Regions from separate parts of the Mus musculus genome. Here region 1 is linked to region 2. A link is a contact called in public Hi-C data. All regions are on one chromosome and are shown on one strand. The core of a region is the stretch at or near the end of the contact, and the rest is flanking DNA. Distances in the headings are between cores, read along the strand shown. Region 1 holds the start of Orm2 (orosomucoid 2). Region 2 overlaps Col27a1 (collagen, type XXVII, alpha 1).

The links. A called contact is a pair of places that touch in the nucleus more often than the background predicts.
Region 1: a contact with region 2 is called in a Hi-C map of liver, with 1.8 times the contacts expected there. The contact joins the promoter of Orm2 here to the enhancer-like site in region 2. A contact is called at or near these places in 1 of 39 promoter capture datasets (liver), 2 of 484 Hi-C or Micro-C datasets (both in liver) and 2 of 9 other capture datasets (liver and pancreatic islet).

Annotation. Positions count from the first base shown.
Region 1 is chr4:63,360,044-63,364,337 of GRCm38.p6, forward strand. Orm2 (orosomucoid 2) reads left to right here and starts at 2,406. Exons shown (of 6, transcript NM_011016.2): 1 at 2,406-2,560; 2 at 2,901-3,043; 3 at 3,251-3,321; 4 at 3,875-3,982; 5 at 4,119-4,222. The coding sequence starts at 2,444.
Region 2 is chr4:63,228,971-63,233,364 of GRCm38.p6, forward strand. Col27a1 (collagen, type XXVII, alpha 1) reads left to right here. Exons shown (of 61, transcript NM_025685.3): 4 at 2,822-2,875. Among named protein-coding and RNA genes, the nearest start is that of Col27a1, 16 kb to the left of the region's middle. Within about 2 kb of position 1,306, at least 76 of the 459 cell types and tissues checked have an H3K27ac peak or open chromatin away from gene starts, as enhancers often do. A contact at or near this core is called in liver, where this site is marked.

The sequences.
Region 1 (4,294 bases), core at 1,156-3,655, 130 kb after region 2:
GTCCACCCTGTGGCAAAGACAGAGTCTGAGATCATCTTTACACTTGACTGGATTGGCAGTCCCCTAGGGGATGTATTCCGTGTGTGTCTGTGAGGACATTTCCAGAGAGCCGCCACCCTGACTGTAGGCAGTGACATTCCTCGGGCTGGGATGCCTCACTTAACCAAAAGCAGAAAACAAGCTGAGCATCCACAGATCATCTCTGCCTGCTAAGCTTATGGCTGTCCTGACTGGATGCAGTGTGCCATGGTAGACTGTGTCCTTCCTCACCAGGAAAGGCACCTGATGTAGCACCCTGCTCTGTCTGTCAATGCACTGGGGCAGAGTGAATCACAGTCATGGCCACACGCATGCCCAGAGTCAAGCTGGCCACAGGCATAGTGTGCTATGGAAGTCTCTGGAAAGAGACTCTGGCCTGTGGCTTTGTCACACACTTCCTGCTGAGTGTCCCCCACTGTTTCTGGCCTGGGAATTCATGACAGGCCTTGCTCATCTGGCCTCTGCAGGCAAAGGACAGGAGAAGCAGGGGAGACAGATGTGAGCAGAAGCCTAGGCAGACTCTGGAATGATATGCAGCAAGTACCCTGGGGGAGACCTTAGCTGGGTGTCCACTTCCCTGCCTGCACCCTCGCCTTAGAAACCCCAGGCTCTGGATACACAGCACAGCCACAGGTAGCTTTGGGGATATCTAATCAGTTTCTTAAGTTCATTATTTTCCATCATTTGCTTTTATAACAAAAATAGATATTTATATCTGCCAGTGTGTGCAAATGTGTTTATGTGCACGTGTACGTGTGCGCCTGTGTGTAAGAGACATAGCAGAGACAAAGAGGCACAAACAGAGAGATTATGATATCTGGCGCACTGCTAACTTGGGACAGAACATATCATTGGTGCTTTTGGGCTCCTCATGGTTATGCTTTTTCTCCTCTGGGAAGAGATAAACTTTCTTAAGACTGTATAGATACAACAAAACACATATGTTTTGGGGCTCCAGCTCAGCAAGTTCTCCTAGGCCCTGTACAGCCCACTCCACGGCAGGGGGCTCTCAGGACCATCTGTGGCCCCTTCCTTTTGCCCTAGGTGATCACTGTCACTAACTTGATTAATATCATTACAATTAGTCTGGAGCCTCTAGAACGCCCTGTAAACAGGCTCATACAACCCCACCTCTGGGCGATCTGCTGGCAATAATGTTGTCGAGCTGCATTTGTATGGTCAAATCTATCAGTCGTTCATTTCTCTCTGTTGCTAAGCAACACCATGCTTGCATGAAATGTCACAACCCATTTCTCATTTTCCTGGTGGTAGGCACTTAAGAGCTTGGGGTTTGTGGCTACTTTGAATAATGCCATTAGAAACATTTATACACATGATACTGGAGGTGATTCATGTCTTGTTTTGTTTTCTTTTCTGTTGGTAGACTAATTTTTAAAGGCAATATGTTGCTCTAATACTTATCAAGAGGGGAAACATAAAATACAAAATGCCACAGGATAAAAGAAGGTTCTCATGAAATTAGAACACAGTAAGTGAATGACAAGTTACTTATCATTAAAACAAAAACCCTGACTACACAGAAACATGAGAAATAGTAGATTACTCAACTGTGAGTGTGTTCTAATATGTTTGGTGCTTTTGATGTTTTGAAAGAGCTCACTGTGATCTCAAACTCCTAGCAATGACTCCGTGCCTCAGCAAGAGTCACCAGGCCTGTCCCTAGCAATACGTTTCGAGAGTGTTCATTATGTAGACAAAGATCAGGCTATATCTATCAAGCAGGAACTAGAACCAGATATTTACTGGATCCTGTGCACAGACCCTGGATTGGGCACACACTATTCTAGACAGATCCTTTCCTGCTGTAAATACTGGGAGCTTTGCTGAACTACATTTTCAACTCAGATTCACCCCTCTTTTTTGGGCATTCGGCTGCCTCTAGGCTGTATAGGGGTCCCCAGGAACATCACACTCCTTTGGAAACTAATCCATCTTTGTCCTTGGCCCTTAACTTGAGCCCCTAAGTGTCTTCTAAGTTCACTATGAACCCTGACCAGGGACCCCTTCATAGCCCCCTTGGAGGGGTGATAAACGAATAGGTCTCACTCCTGCTAGGCAGCTTCATGGGATAAGACAGGTATGGGACCCATGACTGGGATCTAAGTATTATCAGGCTAGCCCAGTATCCACCTTGACCATGAATCAGCCACTCTGGTGTAGGGCAGGAGTCTGTGTCAGGGCCGGCTGGCCGAGGGAGCTGCACAAAGCTGGCTTGAGAGAACATTTTGCGCAAGACATTTCCCAAGTGCTGGGGAGAATGTGCCAGGGCTCTAGAGGCCCTGGCTGCAGTCCCATGCCCTCGCCACATCTATTATAAAAGCCACTGTACCCTCCATCCACCAGTTATCTCTTCCAAGCCCTGGTGCCTCTGAGTGTCCTAAGCATGGCACTGCACATGATTCTTGTCATGGTGAGCCTCCTGCCGCTGTTGGAAGCTCAGAACCCAGAACATGTCAACATCACCATAGGCGACCCTATCACCAATGAGACCCTGAGCTGGGTAAGTGCCTGCCCAGGACTTGGACGTGAGCACTTAAGGAGGCTACTCTTTCCTCTGGGCTTTCCCTTCCCTGATGTCTGTGCTCATCTCTGGGCTCCTGGTACTGCCCTTTCCTCTCCTGGAGACCTGGTGGCACCCCCTGCCTCCAAACCCAGAAGCATCACTCTGAGGTCTCTCAGCAGGGGACAGAGCAGTAGGATGGCTGATTTTTGAGTTGCCCATTTGAGCTTCAGTCTTCCCATGTATGGTTCAGAAGCCATTGCTTGCTTGCCCCACAGCACGGCTGAGTGCAATGTTCATACTACAAGCCCTACTCATCTGTGTGCCTGCTTCTCCCCAGCTCTCTGACAAATGGTTTTTCATTGGTGCGGCTGTCCTAAACCCTGATTACCGGCAGGAAATTCAAAAGACGCAGATGGTATTTTTTAACCTTACCCCCAACTTGATAAATGACACGATGGAGCTTCGAGAGTATCACACCATGTGAGTTCTTGTAACAGCCAGCCCACCCTGGCCCTGGCCTCCACTCCCAGATGCCTAGAGACCTGAGCAAACTGGATCTGCCTGGCCTCCCCACCCACCTTCTGGAATGGGGACAGCTTTCTTGTTTACCTGCCTCTTGCCCACTCCCCACCCCAGTTTAGTCAGATCACCTCTCCATCAGTTGTCCTCTGTCTCTTTGCTTTCTAGAGATGACCACTGTGTCTATAACTCCACTCATCTAGGAATCCAGAGAGAGAATGGGACCCTCTCCAAGTATGGTAAGGGTTGGAACTCACGGCTTTCTGGGAGCGTATTGCAAGGGTACAAGGGGGCAGCAGAACAGGGGAGTTAGGTCTGTGAAGTCACTCTCTGAGGCTTGTAAGTGGACGTAGATTTCAAACTGGAGTCCAGCTGCCAGGACAGACTTGCTTTGACCATTCTTATGATCTTTTGTGAGCTCAGAGGGGAAACCCATGGTTTGGGAAACCAGTGACTTCAGCCAAATCCCCAGGTCACCAGGGACAGCATGGGGGGAGGGCAACTGAATACTGGTGGGCCAGATTAGATACTCTTAGGTTTTAATTGTCCCTAAGCCAATGTTTTAATGTTTAAGGGGAAGTGTTAACTATGCCACACCACCAAGGGCCCTTTCCAAGGCCCCAGCCATTCCATACTTATGAAGAATGAGAAGTGAGGCTGCATCCAACAGAGGCTGAGCACATGGCAGCCACAGGGAGCCTCAGGCACTTGTCCATAGCTATGTGCTTCCTTCCCTTGGGGATGGGGACCACAGCATCATTCTAGTGACTCACAAAGCCCTTCATCCTGCAGTAGGAGGAGTAAAAATCTTTGCAGACCTGATAGTCTTGAAGATGCATGGGGCCTTCATGCTTGCCTTTGACTTGAAGGATGAGAAGAAACGGGGACTGTCCCTCAATGGTAGGGTCCTCCCAGACCTGGTCCCCAGCTCCACTGGCCTTACTCTTGATCGTCCACCCACATCCCACATCCCTACCTGGCTTCCCATCTGCTGGACCCTTAGCCAGCACAATCCTGGATCCCTTCTCCATTGCAGCAAAAAGGCCAGATATCACCCCGGAGCTGCGGGAAGTATTCCAGAAGGCTGTCACACACGTGGGCATGGATGAATCAGAAATCATATTTGTCGACTGGAAAAAGGTAAATGAGGAGGCTGTATGATACCACCCCAGCAGTGCTCCCATTGTCAGTGACCCTAGCGGCTCAGAGAGG
Region 2 (4,394 bases), core at 56-2,555:
GTCAGGACACCAGGGGAAGCCTGCAGGGCTATTTCATGTTTCCATGGCTCTGTGTGTGTGCATGCACCCTGGCCCAGGCCTCCTGCACTCCCTGGACAGAGACAGGCCTGCGGCCCCTGCCCCTCCCCCACGCAAGCTCTCTCAGAGGCCTCCTTGTTTCCAGTGTGGAGTGGAAAAATCCCACCCCAGCTCATGATTCATTGGGCTCCCCCGCTCAGGCTGTGGGCCTGGAAAGAAACAGCCACGTTTTCCACTGTGCAAAGGCAGGCCTCACTCAGATGGAGCAGAGGGGCCAGAGCACCCACCATTGGCCGAGCCAACAAAGTGAACACTGAGTCTGGCAGGCACATGGCTGCAGCTGGGCTGGGCAGCTGTGACCCAGGTCCCTGGCTGGTGGGCTGCAGGTGGTAGCTATGTCTCAGCTGGATTGCTGTGTCAAGAGCCAGGCCATAGGCTGACCTTACCAAGATGAGCTATAGATGCTGAGTTGGCCTGGGGTGTGCTGCGTAGACGTGTTAGATGAGGTCAGATTCTGGAAATGTCAGAAGGATACATCCAGGCTTCTGCAGTTGTAACCTCAGCACGGCTTGGCTTTCTGGCAAATGGGAATGGTCTCATTACTCGCTTACCTGATAACCCCAACTCGAAGATGCCAGCACCTGCAAGGACGGGTGTGTTCTTTTTCCAGGTGGCCACAGAAGGGAAGGGATTTAGGACAGGCCACATGGTTAGTCAGAGACAACTGTCCAGCACTGACTGTGAAGAAGTTGTCCAGGGTGGCCCTGTCCCTCTGCTCTCAGCCAGCTGTGTGGCCTTAGACAAGATGCTTTGAATCTCTGATCTGTCTCTGGTTTTTTTTTAACCCATTGGAAGGGCTCAGGCTCAGGATTCGTCTGGCTGTGCATTTTCCTCCAGTTGTGGGTCACCTGCCTGGGAGAATTGAGCCAAGGAGGAGGGCCTACTGGAAAAAAAGACACTACTCTCCCCAAAACAGTAGCAAGGGGTGTGTAGCTTATACTGCTGAATGGGGAAATCCCAGGGGGGTTGCCTAGCAGAAATAACAACTCATGCTATTTGAGCATCAGCTTCATGCCAGGCACGAGGATTAGCACGTTTTATAGATTATCCGTGGCGACGAGCTATTATTATCCCCATTGGACAGCCATGGAAACCCAGGCTTGGCGAGGGAGCGAAAGCCGCTGGCATAAAGCCACCTCTGAATGGCAGGGTGCTGTGCCTGTGTGACCTCCAGCCTATGCTGTACCCTGTGCCTCTAGAGAGGAGGACGGTCTGGACCCAGTCCCAAATCGATGTGGACTGGGTGGAGGGTACTATCAGCTTGGCTGGGGACACACAGAGGCTCAGAGCAGGTTGGTACTTGCCTGAGGCCATTCTGTGACCCTTCTTCCTCTCATAGGGCTGTCCAGTGACCAGTGACTAACTGGTGCTATCTCACTGTCTGGATCTGGGTTATGAATCTCAGGGAAAGAGAGTCCCAGAGTGTTCACAGGCCAGTGTGCCAAGCCGAGCCAAGCAGAGTCGAGCTGCCCAGTGTGAGAGCGCGATCCACTGCCAGCCAGAATGAACACAGTTTTTAACACTGATTCTAACTCGGGCAGGGCAGGGAAGCTGGAATCTCGTGGATGGTTATTCGAAACAAATGAATTCCCAGGCCTCGCACTCCTAGAAAGCCTGGCTTCCTTTGAGGAGTTTAGGCTCAGTCTCTTGCATGCACGTTTGCTAATCTCATTTTCTTCTTTGGGGTGGAAGAGATGGGTCATTAGTTACTACATGCATTTTAAAGGGAGAAGCTGAGACCCCGGGCAGGAGGAAGTCCCAGCATGCTGTGCAAAAATCAGGATGCAAACAGAGTTAGCAGCCCACTGCCTGCTTTCATGGGAAGGGAGCCGAGATGAGACCGTGCAGGTGTATCTCAGTCACTTCCCAGCCGGGCCTTTCTCAGTACTAAGTGAGGAGACATTAAATGTTGTTGAACAAGGATGAGCCTGGGGATTAGCCTGGAAGACTGAGGCAGAGGGAGTTATGGGGGTTTGCTGTAACTTCTTAGGGAGTTGTGATGATGCTGGACCCCACGGGAACAGATGGGCATTTCAGTGCAGGCTCTGGAGCAGACGAGGCAGTAGGAACATACTACCTCTTGTCTTTAAGGAATCCTACAAGGACCTTTGCCCTTACACAGGCCAGGATGTCAGTGGCCACACCCAGCTATGAGTGGCAGCAAGGCCATTTGACCCCAAGCCCAGCTGTTTCAAAGTCCCTGCATGTGCCCTTTGTGCTCCATGTCCCTCTGTGGTGCGAGGATGCTTGGTGTGACCTTGGCTGAGTCCCTTCTCTGCCCTGGCTCTGCAGAGAACTTGGCTGAGCTTGGAGTTTGCCTGCTGTTTTGTGTTATCAGACATTTGGCAGAGCCCTAGGGGTAGGATGACTCATTTTCTGTGTTAGTGCCTTTGAGGGGACTGCCATTTGCTAAGGGAGCCAGGCTTCCAAACAGATACTTCCCCAAAGGAAGAGAGAGAGAGAGAGAGAGAGAGAGAGAGAGAGAGAGAGAGAGAGAGAGGTCAAGAAGGCTTCCTAGAAGAGATGACACCCTAACAAGTTAGCTGAGTGATAAAAGACAAGGCCTCAATAACTGTGAAAGACCCTGAGAACACCAATAAGCATGGGTCCCCCAAGGCAGAGAACTCAAGGAATTCCTCTTCATAGCTATGGGATTTTTGGACAGGATTGTTGATTAACTAATGATTGTATTTTTCTGCTGTACCTTGGCATTGTCTCACACTATTCTTGCTTCCTCTTCAAGGGTCCCCCTGGGCTTCCAGGATTACCTGGATCTCCGGGCGCACGAGGTCCTCGGGTAAGTTACGGTGTGCTGGGTGTCCTTTGGGGGCTCTGGATGACCTTTAGTTTGCATTCCACTGCCCATGGTGCCCCAGCTTGCTGTGAGCCACAGACCTTTTCCTGCCCTTTTCTGTACCCATTTTCCATTGTGTCTTTTTGGGGTGGACATGGTGTCACATGGTCACATTGTCACATGGTGTGTGACAATAATGACTTTGTGCCCTCCGACTTGTACTGCGCATGGTGACCTAGGGCAGGGACTCTTGAAGTCCATCTGCATAAGCAGATACTTGACCTGGAAACCCCAGTGTGGGAGGATGGGACACTGGGGTACCTCCTCCCACTTCCGCCTGGCCATAGTGGCTTTGTGTGTCTGAAGGAACAGTTCTGTGGCCCCAGAGAAGGGCTGAACTCCCAGGCTAGAGTGTGGCTCAGGGTCAGCTGGATTGCAGTAGCTGCTGGAAGCACAAGTCTGAGGGTCAGCCACTTCCATACATGGTACCTGCCTGTCACTTTATGCTGCCCGTGCAGCCCCACCCAGCTGTGGCCTCTACAGGGTAGAGTGGGCATCCTTATTCAGGGATAAGGCGTGACTAGCAATATCAGGACTGCAGCCCAAGATCTTCCCAAATGCTGGGAGCCTAGGGTCCTCTGAGAGGGAAGTCTATCTCTTCCTGGCTGGGACCAATGGCACTCATATCCTAGCTCAGACTGGTTGAGCTTTCCTCATGACAAGGGCCAGGCAAGCACCAGAGGAGGAAACTGCCTGCTACATATTTTTAGCTCTAAGCCCAGCAGTTGGTTTTAGTTATGTAATTAACTCAGGCCCTGTTTCTTTCCAGACCTGGCTGTGTCTCCCTGAGCCCAGAATTCTGGAACCTTCCATCTGATTTGCCTTTTCTCTTGGCTGCAGAACCTGCTGGGGTGCATGCCCAGGGTTAGTTAGGAACTATACAGGTGTCAGGGTCTTGCACTTTGGCCCAACATTCCAGGTCCAGGCGAGCTGATCCCAGTTCCCAGACTTTGCCAGCTTTTTTCTTAGCATCCTCTGCCAGGCAGTTCTTCCGTGCAAAGTCCTCTATCTGCAGCTCAGATGAGACTCCACCCCTTTTCTGCTGACCTTCCCTGTCTGGAGCTCCTTAGCAATTTGCCTGGCACAGCCACTCCCAGAGCTCTGCTGGCTAACCTGCATGAACAGGATACCTCCAGCCTTCCCAAGCACCCTGGGAAATAGGTGCTAGAGTTCTCCTTATTTTACAAAGGAGAAAACTGAGACCTCCCAAAGGTACAACTCCATTAGATAAAGTCAGAGTAAATGCCAGAGGTGAGCGAGGGCTGAGCCTGGGCAGTTTGATTCAATAGCCCCCTCACGTTCCTGAGTGTCCATTGTGCTGGTTTTTCTATCAGTGCGGCCTGGGTCCCCACCGCCTCAGGAGGAGATAGGCCTTCCATCTTACATGCTGCCTAGCAGAGTCACTGGGTGACTGTCTAGGAAAGCTTCCTACCAGGGAGCTGTGTTGACCTTAGGGGAGTCT